2 separate regions of the Xenopus laevis genome follow, and region 1 is linked to region 2. Evidence: chromatin contacts called from public Hi-C data. All regions are on one chromosome and are shown on one strand. The core of a region is the stretch at or near the end of the contact, and the rest is flanking DNA. Distances in the headings are between cores, read along the strand shown. Region 1 holds the start of rpl34.S (ribosomal protein L34 S homeolog). Region 2 has its middle 30 kb from the start of anxa5.S.

The links. A called contact is a pair of places that touch in the nucleus more often than the background predicts.
Region 1: a contact with region 2 is called in a Hi-C map of the XTC cell line, with 3 times the contacts expected there. The contact joins the promoter of rpl34.S here to the enhancer-like site in region 2. A contact is called at or near these places in 2 of 4 Hi-C or Micro-C datasets (the XL177 cell line and the XTC cell line).

What each region holds. Positions count from the first base shown.
Region 1 is chr1S:55,552,084-55,557,060 of Xenopus_laevis_v10.1, forward strand. rpl34.S (ribosomal protein L34 S homeolog) reads left to right here and starts at 2,996. Exons shown (of 5, transcript NM_001093842.2): 1 at 2,996-3,023.
Region 2 is chr1S:55,337,684-55,342,866 of Xenopus_laevis_v10.1, forward strand. No RefSeq gene overlaps it. Among protein-coding and RNA genes, the nearest start is that of anxa5.S, 30 kb to the left of the region's middle. Within about 2 kb of position 1,383, at least 1 of the 7 cell types and tissues checked has an H3K27ac peak or open chromatin away from gene starts, as enhancers often do.

The DNA.
Region 1 (4,977 bases), core at 1,746-4,245, 220 kb after region 2:
TGGTCTGTCTATGTCGTTGTTCTCCCTGAGTATCACTATCAGAAAGTTCAGTCCCACTGCTGGAAGTTGAAGAACCCTTCCCTTGTTGTCTAGGTGGAAATTTCCGGGGTCTCCTAGTGAAAGTATCACCTTTTAACCATCAATATACACTGTCTGTTTTGTAGTCCTGCACCAGTGTGATTAAAATAGGTCAAGCGACGACACCATTAGTCCAACACTGTATAGAATATAGACACAATATATCATCTCTTCGACTTATGGGGATCGACCAAATTACAGGGTCGAGTGGGGGACTAGATAAAAACACTCTGTTACTGAGAAAGGAGGTAGAATGGATCTTTCGGCTTAACACTGTGACCCCTATGGGTCTTAAAGATTCGTTAAATCTGTCCTGTTTTTTACAGAGCAGATAATGACTGCTGCAACTCTAATCGGCTCCTATTATGGATATTTTCTTTGATTCATCCAGTACGAATTTTTCTATCCAATTTTTCTATCCATACTAGATCATGAACCGGGATAGGTATGTTCTGCTCTTATCTTGAGATATAGATATTCTTCAAATCCAATTGTATATTCCAAGGTTTAATAAAGAATATGTCTCTTGAGGGTTGTTATATAATTGTAAAAAACTTTTTTTGGTATAATGTTTTTTGTATATTGAAATTTTTTTATTTTCTCTATTTTTTCTAGTATATAACAGATTCATGGGACACCAGACTTAGACTGTATCTGGGGCTCTTAAACAAGAAATGGCCTATTTGCGATTTAATTGTGCACAGTAACATGAATTATGATGTAATTTTTTTGATGTATCTTGGCCATCAAACAGACATGATGTGTAGCAATTGTGAGTCATAACATGGATTTGGAAAAGTGTGCGAGAAATTGTTATTTTTTACCTATTTTGGGATCTAATGTGTGCTATTTTGAGTAATAACAAGAATGCGCATGCGCAACAGAGATGCCACCACCTAATTTTTTTTTTTACATTTGCTTAAAGTCTGACCCAGGACAGCATGATATGAAGACTGTAACCCCCCATAAGTAATTTAAGGCACTAAATATGCCTAGGAGCAGTAACCTATGACAACCAATAAGATGCTTGATAAAGGGGGTCGGAAACGTTGCCTTGTTTGTGAAATGCTTATGGGCTAAATAAATCACCTATTTTCATGCAGCAACTATTTTTGGTCTGCTTCTGGATTTTGTCTATACTGACTTTTGTCCCTGTGCAAGGAAGGGGATTTCTGGTTGAGCACCCACCACTTCCAACAAGTGGAAACCTCACAGGTAGAGCACTCCAGTATTGTGAACCAACAAGATGCTTGCATTAAACAAGTGACTGGTAAATTCTACCTGCTGATTGGTTGATATGGGACTTTTGAGGTCTCTGGCCTCTCTGAGCTTACCTTTCCATGTGCCAGAGCGGGTTGAGGGGGTCCACATCACTAGTTAGTGCCCCTGGGCAAACGTAGTGCCTTTTTATTACATTAAACTCAAAGAATTTTCTCTATATCTATACTCTTTAAAAAAAAATTATATTAAAATTACAATATCCCCATATGGATTGCCTAAGCGCTGGATAAGCATGAAATGTGTTAGGCTCCATTAAAAATGTTTTAAAGAGCATGAATATAGAGAAACTTCTTTGAGTATAATGTTTTACCTCTCTTTGGTCACTAGAGGTCTCTAACATACTATAGTGTGTATTTACATCATTAATATAGTGTTCTGTAGCCAAGTCTTTTTGTATGATTATACCTTTGTATTACAAAAACCCAAAAAATGTAGTAAGCCAACAGATGTATGGGTTATGAGACCTGGCATTGGTTAATACATTTCTGCAGAAATAGCAGAGATTGATGGAACATGAAAGCTATATACCAGGTAAATCAATTTTAGTTTCTTTACTTTTGAGAGTGTTTTGTGAATTTAGTTTTAAAGTGCACACTTATAGGGCAGGTGCTGCAAAAGCAGTAATATATGCAAATTAGTTTGGAGACTGTTAATTTGTAGTATAATGGAGACACAAGATAGACAGTGAAAATTTATTGGGCTGGTGGGAGCTGTTAGGGTCTCTGTGTACTTGACTTGCCAGGGACTATTTTGAACCCCAGCCCCCAGGACTAAACATGACCATAGAGCAGCTCTACTAAGAGTACCGTAAATATAAAGCGTACGGACCCGGTGACAAAAAAAATAACCACGTGACAAGAATTGAGTTCACCAGGGTTGCCAGGTTTCCAGCCAATTGGGCTACTTTTTGGGCCTTTGGTTGGTTTGTACTTTGGAAACCTGCCAAAGTTTTTTTCTTGCCCTAAAATGCCAAGCGTGTATCTCCCAATGCATGTTGGGTAATGTAGTTTTTGTTCAACAATTTGCCAACTGCTAAGTTTAATGTAGAACTACAATACCCAGCATGCAATGAGACTGACTTACCAGATTTTGGGCTCTGTACCCCCATCTCCCATCCCTCTCTGCAGTGACTTTCCTCCTTTTTTTACCAATATTTACTGAAATTGTATATGTATTAGAGCCTTATGGGACCCCTATACCTCCCCCTCTGTAGTTACATCCCTGGTGACGGGTGAATCTCTCCCATTCTGCTTCTTGGGAACATTTGTCAAAGTGAAAAATTCAAAAAGGTGTATTTTCACATAAATTCATTAATTTCTTTAGAATTTTTCTCACTCCCCATATTGTGTTGTTTTTGTGCTACTTTTGAAGTGCTTCTTGGCTACTTTTGGAGCCGACTTTGGCTGGTTTACAGACCCGGAAACCCTGGAGTTGCCCAAATAGCGAGGAACCGGCCGCCCTTTCAACCACGCACACTGTATTAGTAATAGTAACGTTCCATGAATAAGAACTATCTGTATATTTAGCAGCCAGCACCGATAGTTCATCATAAACTCCCGCACAACTACGATTTCCCTACAGAGACAAGTGGGCGTGACTCGATGTTCTTCCTATACGCTTCTTCCGCTTCTCCTTCCTTTCTCTTCCGGTGACGGCGGTTCCAGGTATGGCCGTCTTTGCTTCAATTGCAGCTGCTCTCTGAGTTTACTATCCGTCTCCATCCTTGTCGGTGTGTTCCTCGTTCCGCCTGTTAATGTCTCGTTTTCTACGTGTGGCGTGAGCCCAGTTATTTTAGGATTATATTGTCCGCAAATTGAGTCCATAACGGGGCGAGCCTGGGATGGGAGCTGCAGGTTTTCTAAGGCCTACTTTAGCTGCAGTTTTCCGGGCACTGCTTCCTTGAGCACGTGGGACAAAACATGAATCGCAGCTTGAAACGTGCGAGTAGCCGCAGACTTGAGTGCGATGTGTAGCAGAGGCACCTAGATAAGCTGTGACTGAAGCATGGTGTTTCTCTGTCTCTTTAGCTTTTTCCTCGTTGTCTTCGCTTTCTATTGTAACGTGAAGGCTCTTGTTTTCATTGCCTCTAGTCTAGTGGCAGCAGCAAAGTCTGTGTTTAATGCTATTAGTTTCCCTGCTCTGTAATCAGTCTATAGATGTGTGTGTTAGTTTCCCTGCTCTGTATTCAGTCTATACATGTGTGTGTTAGTTTCCCTGCTCTGTATTCAGTCTATAGATGTGTGTGTTAGTTTCCCTGCTTTGTATTCAGTTTATAGATGTGTGTGGGCATCCCAGCAGCTTCATGTGACATATTCCAAGGGAATGTTTATTAAGTTGACCCAATAATAGCAGTGAACTGGTGCCGTCTCATTGGGGATCTGAACAGAAGCAGCTATGTAACAGTATTCCCCAATGCAGACACTAATTTCCCCCTATATGCCTTTACTTTCTAACTTTTTGTTCCTGAGAAGAAATCCTGTGCTGCCAGTGACAGGTGAAATGAAAGAATCTTGTATTTTTAGAGAACCATTTAAGTTGACAGAATGCAAAGTGTCCTGATGGCTTTATTGCCGTGCATGTCCAATAGGATAAGCGTTGGATATCTAGACTTGTGCACGTGGGGGTATGGTGATGATGGATAATGTAGAAATGTGAGCCCTAGAAAACAAAGGAAAGATTCCTATACGGTTGGAATTGTTCCTCATATGTTTATATACAGAGCTGTCACTAGAATGTAACTGGTCTGCTCCACATTTAAAGGAATTGTTCAGCGTAAAAAAAAAAAAGTGCAAATGGGCTGTGCAAAATAAAAAATGTTTCTAATATAGCTAAGCAAAAATGTAATGTATAAAGGCTGGAGTGACTGGATGTCTAACATAACAGAACACTACTTCCTGCTTTGCATCTCTCTTGGTTTCCACTGATTGGTTACCAGGCAGTAACCAATCAGAGACTTGAGGGGGGGCACATGGGTCATATCTGTTGCTTTTGAATCTGAGCTGCATGCTAAGGATCAGTTGCAACTCACTGAACAGTTATGGGCCCCCCTTCAAGTCGCTGACTAAAGGTGGCCATACACAGGGAGATCCACTCGTTTGGCGATGTCAATAATCGAGTGGATCTCTCCAAGATATGCCCATATTGAGGTGGCCCAACCATCCGATCAGAATGGAGACAATACGGGCGGTCAGATCGCGAGGACCGCATAAACGAACAGATGCGGCCGTGATCTGGCGGGTTTTTTTTTTTATCCTGCCCGATTTTACATCTGGCTGACTTTCGGTTAGATATCGATCAGGGAAGCCCGTCGGAGGGCCCCAGTGTTCTGTTCTGTTAGACATCCAGTCACTCCAGACTTTATACATTACATTTATGACTAACTATATTAGAAACATTTTTTTTATTTTGCACAGCCTATCTGTTTACCCAGTTTTTATTGTTACACTGAACTGTTCCTTTAAGATGTATTTTCCCAAGACACGGGTAACTGTTTTGGAGGTAAAGTGGCAGTGTCTTCATAGACATTACTGGACAAGTATTCTGGGGATAATGCTGCATGACTGTATAAATGTATGTTGATGACAAAACACCAACATATTTTAGTAATGTGGGGGTAGA
Region 2 (5,183 bases), core at 133-2,632:
TTTTGCTTCCTCACTTCTTCCTGTTACAGTTAGTGTTGTAGTATTTCTGGTCAGGTGATCTCTGAGGCAGCACAGATAGAGTCACGAAATGGTGGTTCAAGGCAAGAGATGTAAAAGGGCAATATTTATGCAAATATATATTCCAGTTTGGTAAGATTCTTTAATATGTCATTCAATTTGATATAAACTATCTGTTGCTTAAGTATTCATTTTGGGGGTATAGTTTTCCTTTAAGGACTGGAGTCCAAAACTGAACTGCATACTCCAGATGAGGCCTCACCAGGGACCTATAAAGAGGCATAATTATGTTTTCATCGTCTCTGTGTAGTAATATTAGCATTGGTGAGCATACCTGACTGAGGCTGAAAATAGTGCTACACTCTGCTGTATTGTGATGGACAGGAGCAGGGCCGCTATTAGAAATCACAGGGGACCGAACAACAACATTTTCGGGGCCCCCTGGGCCCACCCCAGATTCCGCCCACTCCACACCACAGTTAAAAGACCACACAGACATAAGCGCTAAAAAAAAGTAACCCCCCTACACACACAAGTTATAAAAAGCTATTGATGGTCAGGGCCCCCTTGTAAGTTAAAAAAAACTGTGGTGCCAGGCCCCCCCCCATAAAAGTTGTTTTTTTTAAAAAATATTGGTGTCAGGGGCCCCCTACAAGTTAAAAAAAAATAATTGGTGACCAGGGCCCCCCTATAAATTAAAAAAAAGCCCATTTGCATCAGGGCCCCCCATAAAAGCTTTTTTTTTTTTTAAATTTGAAAAAAAAATTGGGGCCCCAGAGAATATTTTTTTTAAAAAAACATTGGCGCCAGGGCCCCCTTACAAGTTAAAAAAAAAAATGGGGACCCAGAGAATATTTGTTTAAAAGAAAAAACATTGGTGGTAGGGGCCTATAGAGTATTATAATAATACATTGGTGGCCAGGGGATTAAAAAAAAATAAAAACTCACATTGGTGTTCAGTAGAATTGAACTTGTGGCTTCAGGACTTCAACTTCGCCTCCTTTCGTGACTTTGGGTCTTTTCGCCTCTTCAGGACTTTGGTTGTTCGTGACTTCATTTCTTTTTGCTGTTCGGTTGTTCAGGAGATAATGTAAATGTTAATATTTGTGTAACGATGGGCTGACATGGCAGAATTTTCAATGTATAAGTTTTGCTTTGGTGGGTCTTTTAGGTGACTTTATTCAGGAAACAAACATTTACCCACTGTACAACAGCCAGATCCCATCAAACATTTGCCCACAGTATTTACACAAAGCCATGAATAACACATAGGAAGTAGCAACACATCACTGTTGTCTGTCTCTGGAGCCACAACCCTGCAATAGCACTGATACAAAAATAGCAGGGAACTCTGTCTGGAAATTGCTTTGCTCGGATCTTTTTCTCTTGGAAATGAATAGATAGGATACTCCATGGCCAAACATTTTGATAATGCTAAATATAGAGCAGCAGCACAAGGTACTGAACCGAATAAACAGTTTTCAGTTTATTATAGTTCTTGCCTCCCCATGAGAAAAGTTGTGTGTGTGTGTGTGTATATACTAGCAAGCGTTGCACCACAGTGGAACCTTCCAACTCACAACCATTCTACACTGTGGGAAGCAACTGCCCAATTTTATGTACAGTACCTTTAAAGGGACGTTATATACACTTTTATCAACTTTATTAAGATTTCAAGTAGGACTTGTGTCGAACATATGGATTGCCTATTCATTTAATTAACAATATAAAAAGTATGTATAAATTATGGAGATCTAAAGGCAGAGACACACGGTCAGATTCAGGGAGATTAGTCGCCCGGCTACAAATTTCCTCTTCTTCGGGGAGACTAATCTCCCAAAAACTGCCTTCCCGACAGCTAGAATGTAAATTGCCGACGGGGTGGCAGCGGTTTGTTTTCCGAAGTCCCCAGAAGTTTCCTCGTAAGGCAATTTCGGGCAAGTTCAGAAAAACAAAGCACTCTGAGCGCCATCCCACCAGCGATTAACATCCTAGTCAGCGGGAGGCAGTTTGGGGAAATGTCGCCCGAAGAAGAGGAGATTTGTCGCCGGGACAAATCTCCCTGTATCTGACCGTGTGTCTCTGCCCTAAATTACAGAAAGATCCCTTATCCAGAAGACCCCAGGTCCTGAGAATTCTGGATAACAGGTCTCATATCTGAACATGAGACTTCCCTCTGTATTTGCTTAGGCTGAATGTGATCAGAACAAACTGTGATCAGAACAAGCCAGTAGAGGGCTGACACACGGCCCAGTTCTTGTAGAAAAAATAATAAACAGTCCCTGTTTTTTTTTTGTTTTTTTTTAGTATAAGGCCTTAACAACTATCCAGATAATTCCAATAGAAGGTTTTACCTTTTTTTTAAAAAAAGACCCCATTAATAATATGGTGCATCAAAGAGAAAACGTTATTCACCATTGGAGACTTGGCAGGCTGGCTGTATTTAACGAGAGGGTGAGTTAATGGGTTTTTAATGATTAGCACAAATCCGCTTTTCATTTGGAGGCCTCCTGTTCCAGGCACTTTAGGATAAACAGAACCATCTGCTTGGCAACTCTAGGGGTCGAGTTTTATAACATGGGCACTAGTCTTATTACTAATGAACTGCTGGAAGGGCACAGTTTAGCTTTAGTGTCAGAAAATCTAAAGGGGTGGTTCACCTTTAAGATAACTTTTGGTATGTTATAGAATGGCCAATTCTAAGCAACCTTTCAATTGGCCTTGCTTTATATATATATATATATATATATATATATATATATATATATATATATATATATATATATATGCTTTTTCAATTATTTGCCTTATTTTTTTTATAACTCTTTCCAGCTTTCAAATGAGGGTCACTGACCTCATCTAAAAGACAAACGCTCAGATAAGCTCAGCAGATCTTACCCTTGTATCTGATGAACGATCGGACGTCTAATCTTCTGATCTGCCACTAACCATTCAGATTAAATAAAGTAGTAAAAGAACAAATCAGACTGAGTTCTGTCTTTTGCTTCCACACTTCTTCCTGTTACAGTTAGGGGCAGATCTATCAAAGGTCGAGGTGAATTTTCAAATTCAAAAAATTCTAATAGGGAATAGTCCAAATTCGATTCGAATTTGAAAAAAAATGCGAAAATTTGAATATCGAAATTTATCATGCAGTGGCATATTTATCAAGGGTCGAATTTTGAATTGAAAAAACTTCGAAAATCAAATTCAAAAAGACCAACCGAAATTAAGTCAGAGGTTTATTTTGGTCTAATAGGTCCATTTTCGATTGAATAGGTCCATATTCAGCCGAATTCGAATCAAAGTAATAGCGCATTCAAATAGGTTCTTAAGAGGCCCCCATAGGCTAAAACAGCAATTCAGCAGGTTTTAGATGGCAAATGGTCGAAGTCAAATTTTTAAAGAGACAGTACATTATAAATTCGAATCGAATTTTGGACTATTCCCTAGTCGAAGTACACAAAAAAAATAATTCGAATTTTTTCAATTCGAAAATTCACCTCGACCTTTGATAAATCTGCTCTCTACTGGCTCTTTAAAAATTCGACTTAGACTATTTGCCATCTAAAAGCTGGCAAACTGTTGTTTTAGCCTATGGGGGACCACTTAGAACCTATTTGGAGTCAATTCGTGGACTTTGAAAAATCAAAGGTCTTTTTTGGGAAAAACTTTGAATCGAATTTGATCGAATGCGCTATTAATTTGATTCATACGATTTGAATTCGGTGGAACTTTGAACTGTTACAATTTTGCAACATTTAGTTGATACATTTCTCAGCAGCATCTCTGGAGTATTAGCAACTATTGTATCAATTCTAACAGCTGCCTGTAATGAAACCCAGAGATTCTGCTCAGCAGGGACAACGATAAGAAATGTATCAACTAAATGTATCCATTTAGAACAGTTTACAGGGTCAGCGACCCCCCCTTCCAGAGCTGCTTCAGAAGGTGAAAAATGACACTTTACACTTCAATATTATAAAAACGGTGACACATAGAAAATAGAAAGTAATTGGAAAAAGTCGTTAAAAAACTATCTGAAATGTGAAAACCCCTTAAAAGAACAGACATATAATGTTTATTATGTTGAACATTGTCAGACTGCTGAACCTTTAGGCTGGTGCAATATTATATAAAATAGGGCATTTTTAGCCATATTCATTTCTAGGGTTTAGATCTCCTGATGAGGAGTGCACATCTTAGTCATAAGATATATATGGCCATGGTCCACCTCCTGGCTCAGGGGGAAACTCCAGGAATGACATAGGGCAACTGCAGCAGTAAAAATCTTGAAAATGCTTCACTTACACAAAACAATCAAAGGCTGTTCGAAGTTTTCTAAGGGCCAAAGTAGAAGTTTGTTTTAAAGAAGAAACATAACACAAACACACAAGTGTGGTACTACCTTTCCAGGCTCCGTACTAAAACCTCTTGCTGAGATCGTTCCTTCCAGCTCCGTAGGACCACGTCCTGTCTAGAGGAACAGCTGTTTTACACCACAGCTAAACCACCCTGTAAAATGACTCAAGTCCCAGGAAAAAAACCACTATAAAGTCTTAATGCTGGGAAATACTCTAAAGGCCCAGACGCACTAGTATTTGCCTTACATGGGGAAATATACTGTACTAACAGGTATAGAACATAAACTACAGGTCTGGGATTCATTATCCAGATAGTTCTGAATTACGTTTTCGTCATCTCCAATGGACTCAATTTTAAGGGAAATTTTTTTAAAATTATTTTTCTGTAATAATTAAACAGTACTTGATTCCAACTAAGATATAATTCATCCTTATTGGAGGCAAAACCAGCCTATTGGGTTATATAAAGATTTTAAAATTATTTTTTTTCCTAGACTTAATTTGGCTTTAGGTATATTGAATGTAGTGCTCCCTCCAGTCAGTATGGTATTATACCTCATGAATAATCCATTGGATCCTCCACTTTTTGTGTTTAGCCCTCTCTGTTCTCATCACTTTCCAACCCCCTATACAAATCTATAACTTAGAACTGCATGGTCACTGTACGTCTGTGCTGAGCCATATATAACATCAGTAATGTTTATGGAAATGGATTTTATACTAGAACTAGACAGGATAGTTCATTGATGAAAAGCAAAGCCAACAACCTAAACAAATAATTCCATGGCTCTGCATCTGGGC